Regions from separate parts of the Mus musculus genome. Here region 2 is linked to region 1. The links are chromatin contacts, called in public promoter capture Hi-C maps. All regions are on one chromosome and are shown on one strand. Each heading gives the region's core, a stretch centred on a gene start, on an enhancer-like site or on the middle of the called end of the contact. The rest is flanking DNA. Distances are from core to core; before and after follow the strand shown.

The links. Promoter capture Hi-C pulls out the DNA fragments that hold promoters and counts their contacts.
Region 2: a promoter capture Hi-C map of pre-B cells shows a contact between it and region 1. The contact joins the promoter of Stag2 here to the promoter of Zbtb33 in region 1. A contact is called at or near these places in 2 of 39 promoter capture datasets (cranial neural crest and pre-B cells).

The regions. Positions count from the first base shown.
Region 1 is chrX:38,188,439-38,191,353 of GRCm38.p6, reverse strand. It overlaps Zbtb33 (zinc finger and BTB domain containing 33), which reads right to left and starts at 1,561. Exons shown (of 2, transcript NM_020256.2): 1 at 1,272-1,561.
Region 2 is chrX:42,148,649-42,151,563 of GRCm38.p6, reverse strand. It overlaps Stag2 (stromal antigen 2), which reads right to left and starts at 1,410. Exons shown (of 34, transcript NM_001290713.2): 1 at 1,273-1,410.

The DNA.
Region 1 (2,915 bases), core at 312-2,811:
AACACTTTCTTTTGGCATTTCACGGAAGCTATTGAGTTCAGAGTGCATCTGAAGTGCAAAGGACCCATATGCATATTAAAATACTTATAAGCACAAAACACATGTTATACAAATATTATATATTAACCATTCCTTGCTAAGTACATTTGGTAGAGAATTATTTTATTAATAAGTTACTAAAGAATGTCACTGTCACCTGGTACTTACACACACACACACAAACACACACACACACACACACACACACACACACACATGCTCACATATAAACACACAAGGGAGGCATGAGTATCTCTGTATTTAAAACATCATAACTTTAAAAGTCTAAAAGCCAAAAATTAAAACCATGTTAGCTACTCCATTTTAACAGCACCAAGGAATTACAGGCAATCACAAAGGCATTCATCACAAAGTGTGACCTTTAGACAATCTGCCAACAATCCAAAACATGAAGGTTTCAACAGAAACCACTTTCAAGTGGAGAGATTTCTGTATATGGCCACATGATTTTTATAATTGGAAAATAAGGGTTTTTTTTTTCCAACATGGGAATGATTCAAATGTAGGTGTCTAGGTGATACTGGGACCTGGTTTCATTTTGATTAGGTATCCAGCTGGTCAGGGTTAGCCCAGGATCACCCCAAGTGGGTCTCAAACCTTTCCTCCCCAGAGATTTGCGACCTGCCTACGGAAAAGGCATCTCATAGCATTGTGTAACACATCTTTGGTTGTTGGCTGGTTTAGAAGGCTGGTGACAGTAGGGAAGAGAAAAATGCCACGGGCCAGAGGGGGGGAAACAAACCAACACTACAGGGCTCCCTGCAGCTGTTGTCCATCTCTCCCTCTTCCACCATCTCCCTCTTCTTCCTTTGAACTTTGGTGCAACTGAGCTTTTAAACGTCAATTCACGTGAAAACACAAACAGGGATGGCGATGCAAACAGCAGAACGAAGGCAGGGGGGTTGAGGGGTGTTGAAGAAAGTAGGCCTAGCTCCTAAGGGTACTCTGTTGGGGGTAGCGGGCCATGCGAAGCCGGAAGCATTGTTGTGTCCAAAGAAGGATCTAAAGAGGAGGATGGGCCCCATAGTAAAGCTCAATCAAACTAGTAGGGAGGTGGGAAAAGAGCCCCCTTCCCCGCCCCCCAAAGCGGACGAATGGAGAGGGAGAAAGCCAAGTGGGTACTTGGCGGCGTCCCCCACGCCCTAAGGCTTATGCAAGGGTACCGGGTGCCTCTGGCACTGGACAGAGAAGGGGACCACGCCGCGCCTTACCGGTTCTCTTGGTAGAGCTCCGGGACCCACACAAAGAAAGAGCAGAGGAGCCAAGGCCTCGGGCTCCGCTGCTTCCTGGTTCAAGCGAGGCGGCCGCAAGCGTAGGCGCGGCCAGGGCATGGAAGGCGTAGGCGGGCTCCGTCTCCCGGGCCCGGTGCCCAGCCCACTCCTCACCTGCTCCGCGGCGGCCGCTTTCTCCTCCTCGGGGCCGAGGCAGGGTCAGAGTCCTACCCCAAGCAGCCGGACTCCGCAGCGCCGCTGCTGCCGCTTTAAATGTCGCTCCAGTTTCCGCCGACGTCAAAGCGGCTTCCACGGACGCGGCTCGGGCGCCGGGCTCCGCCGACAGAGGGCGCAGCGTGGGAGGCGTGGCTTCCTCGCCTTCCTCTTCCGAGAGCAGCCCGGGGTTGTCCGGAAGAGCGCGAAGCCCGCCTTCGGCTCTTTCCGTGACTGCGAAGCATTTTTCTAAGTGTTCTGTGATTCTCTTAAGAGCTCGGCTCCGTGAGACAGACAAAGATCCGATGACACTGTTAGGAGTGGCAGGGAGGCTAGTCTTGTTTGTTCAAACTCCCTTAAGTCCCGAGGGCTTAAAAATGTTCAGAGGTTGTATAAATTCCAGTTCTTTTGCATGTTTGAAGTCTGCCCTGTTAGCCTGTTGCTTGGATAACAAGCCACCTTGAATACAATCTGCATACTAAAATTTAACTCATACTAATTCAAATTGTAGGATAACAAGAAAACCACATTACACTGTCTACTTTTAAGAAGAAACCTGTGTTCTGATAACTCTTGTTAATCGAATGTTAAATGGTGCATGCAATATCTTGTTAACTGCATATCTATTAACATAGAGATCACATTTGATCTGCAGCAAATATACTCCAGGCCCTGTGGGATAGAAAAGCAGATAAGACAAGTTTCTCTCATTTCAGAGGGCTCGGCAGGTACATACACACGAATAAAAGTATTTTAAAAGTATAGAACTACAGAGAAGGAATAACAAACCAAATAGTGTCAAATGAGCCCTACCTTGAAAGGCAATAATATTTGTATTGTTTATCATTATTTTTTAAAATATTTTTTATTATGTATTTTCCTCAATTACATTTCCAATGCTAGCCCAAAAGTCCCACACACACCCCCCCACTCCCCTACCCACCCAGTCCCACTTTTTGGCCCTGGCGTTCCCCTGTACTGGGGCATATAAAGTTTGCATGTCCAATGGGCCTCTCTTTCTAGTGACGGCGACTAGGCCATCTTTTGATACATATGCAGCTAGAGTCAAGAGCTCCAGGGTACTGGTTAGTTCATAATGTTGTTGCACCTACAGGGTTGCAGATCTCTTTAGCTCCTTGGATACTTTCTCTAGCTCCTCCATTGGGGGCCCTGTGATCCATCCAATAGCTGACTGTGAGCATCCACTTCCGTGTTTGCTAGGCCCCGGCATAGTCTCACAAGGGACAGCTATATGAGGGTCCTTTCAGCAAACTCTTGCTAGTGTATGCAATGGTGTCATCGTTTGGAGGCTGATTATGGGATGGATCCCTGGATATGGCAGTCTCTAGATGGTCCATCCTTTTGTCTCAGCTCCAAACTTCGTCTATATAACTCCTTCCATGGGTGATTGTTCCCAATTCTAAGGGGCAA
Region 2 (2,915 bases), core at 161-2,660, 4.0 Mb before region 1:
TCTCCCAGACCGGATGAAACTACTAATGCAATATTAAAAATTCAAGTCGAGCACCAAAGCCCGAAAAAAAAAAATCACACGAGAACCCATTACCGTTGAGGATTAAAAATAAAATGACATATAACACCAAGGAGAAGAAACTAAATGCCGAAAGTACAGCGGTTTATCAAAAAAATAATAAAAAAAATCAAAACTAAAGGCAAAACAAGACATTGTCGCGGCGGGAGGGAAAGGGAAAAAAAGGCCGAAATCAACAATACGTTTACAATTCTAGGCCAGAAGAAAATGGGAACGGGGCTCAAAGTTTTGCGGAACTACTTGATGCTGTTTCCCACACCTTCTCTCTCCCATGGCCCAGCCGACCCTTTTTCTCCTAAAATTGTAGTCCGCAGATCTCCGGATACGTGAGAGAAGAAAAGAGAAAGTCGCCCTCAAGCAAGAATAAAAGTGTGGAGGGAAAACAGAGGCTGCCTACCTGGGGCAAGGATCAGCTCAGTTCGTGCCTTGAGAAAGACAGTGCGGGTGGGGGTGGGAACGAAAAAGCAGCACTAAAACTAAAACAAAAGTGGCGCCAAAACCCCCCAACAAACAGCCTTCCACTCCCGCCCTTCCCCCCCCTCCGCCCATGCCAGGCAGGCAGGGCCCCCTTCGGGGCAAGCTCTACGCGCTGGGGACCGACGCCGCCGGACCCCAAACGATTTCGAAAATTGGTGCCCTAAGAAAACTGACCGAAGTCGGGGCCTCGGGAAGGATGGAGAGATCGATGCCAACCGCTTTGCCCAAGCAGTTCCCCCACCACGCGCTGGAGATGATGGGGCGGGGGAGAGAAGCCGAGGGGCCCGTCACATGAATGTTGTTCCCTCTCTAGGAAGGGAGGAAGAGAGGGAGGGAGGGAGGGAGAGAGGGAGGGGAGGGAGGGGAGGGGAGGGGAGGGGAGGGGAGGGGAGGGAGGGAGGCAAGGAGGGGAAGGGAGAGGGGAGGGGGGACGAGGGAGGGGTGTGAGCAGAGTAGATTTTCCCTCGCCTCCCTCGGTCCGAGGCCCAAATAGACACAAACGAGCCTGCTCGGCCTCCCCTCCCCCCGGGTTCCCAGCACCACCATCTTGCTCGCTTCCTTCCCCGCACCACCACGGCGCGCTCTCCCACCGCCACCACCACCACCCCCCCTCCCCGCCACCACACGCCACCGGGCCGTGGCCTCCCCGGGTTTGCCCCTTTCTTCTCCACCCGTCCCCCCCCCGAATCCCGGCCAGGGATGGCACCCCCACCCCACCTCCAGTCTGGGGGGCTCTCGTCCCCCTCCACGGGCTGCTTAAGAGGCCCCGGGAGGAGAGGAAGCGAGCGAGCAGGCTACGCGGAGGCGCCGAGCCTCCATCTTGCGCCGCTGCGCGTTCTCCATTTTGGGCCACCCGTGGGGGGGGGAGCCCCCTCCGCCGAGGTCCCCGGGGGAGACTTGGGCGAGGGAGGCGAAGGGACAACCTTCCAGCGAGGGGAGTGAGAAGGGAGCGTCTTGCGCTAAAAAAGCGGCTCCGGGAGGAAGGAGGCGGGGAGGGGACGCAGGGGGCGACTGCAAGTTCCTTGGAAGTGTTGGGGTAGCGACTTGGGGACGGAGAGGACAGGCAGGGGGTGACGCGGGGCCGGGGCGACGCTGGCTCGCTCCCCGCCCGGACACGGCCACTCGCTCGCTCGCTGCCCCGCGCGGGGCCCCCTACGAGGCCGCGGCCCGGCCCCGGAGCGCCCGGCCTTCTCGGCTCCCTCCCGGCCGGCCGCACGCTCTCTTCGCCCGATCGCAAGCACACACACCTCACGGTGGGCCGCGCGCCCTCCGGGTGCCCCTCCAAACTTCTAGAAGCTTCGCCTCCGCCATTTTATAACTTACCTCCCCCCTCAGCGTCTACAGAGGCAGCAAGGAGACTGTTGGCCTCCCCCACTCCTTCCTTCTTTCTCAGGCCGGGGGCTTCTTCACCCCTGGGCTGGTACAAGATTTTTCCCCCTTCCTCTTCTTTCCACCCTTGAGTTCTACTGAGGGACGGAAGCTCCCGCGGGTCTAGAGCCGTGGGGGGGTTTGAAAGTGGCGGTCGGATCCGGCGGGGTGCTTTTTTTGTTTTGTTTTGTTTTTTTCCCTTTTTTCTGTATTTTTTTTCCTTTCTTTTTTTTTTCTTTTCTTTTTTTTTTTTTTCTTTCTTTTTTTTTTTTTTTTTTTTTTTTTTTTTGGTGGCGCTTCGGGATTGTTTGGGGTGTTCGCTCTTCGGCGACTTGGAGGCGAATGGAACGCGCAGGCGCCATCTGTCGGCCGCGAACCCGCGGCCCAGCTCCTGTTGGGAGGCAGCGGCATCTAGCGGCGGCGGGCTGCCATTGCGGCGCGCGCCACGCAGCCCTCCCACCCGCCAGCCTCCTCCCCGTGTCGCCGACCAATCGCCGCCGCCGGACTCCCCGCTTCCGCGGCTCGGACGCCTCCTGTGAACGGGGCGCCCGCAGGGGCGCGCCGCCGAGTGGGGTAAACAAGCTGGCGTGCCCGCGCCTCTCTTACTCAGCCGTTGGGACGCGCTTCCGCCCTGCGCGGACTGGCTGAGGGCCCACGGCGCCACCGAGGAGGTCGCCGAGAGGCCGGCGACAGTGTCCACTGGAGCCCCGCCGTGGGAATTCCGGGGCTTCAGCGGGCCGATCGTCCGGCTCCCCGCCCCCTGCGCAGCCCTGGCAGCCCTGCAGGCTAGCAGCACCCTTCAGAGCTCTCCAACACAACCCACCCCAGTAAAGGGCCACTTGTTCCCAGATCTCTGGTTTCCTCACGTCCTTTCCAACACTCCTCACACTTCCTCCCCAAAAGACCCAACTAGGCCACTTGATCCCAGCGAGAATGGATAGCTTGGCAATTTTGCTTGCTTTCTTTTTTCCTTCGAGTATGGTTTAAAGATT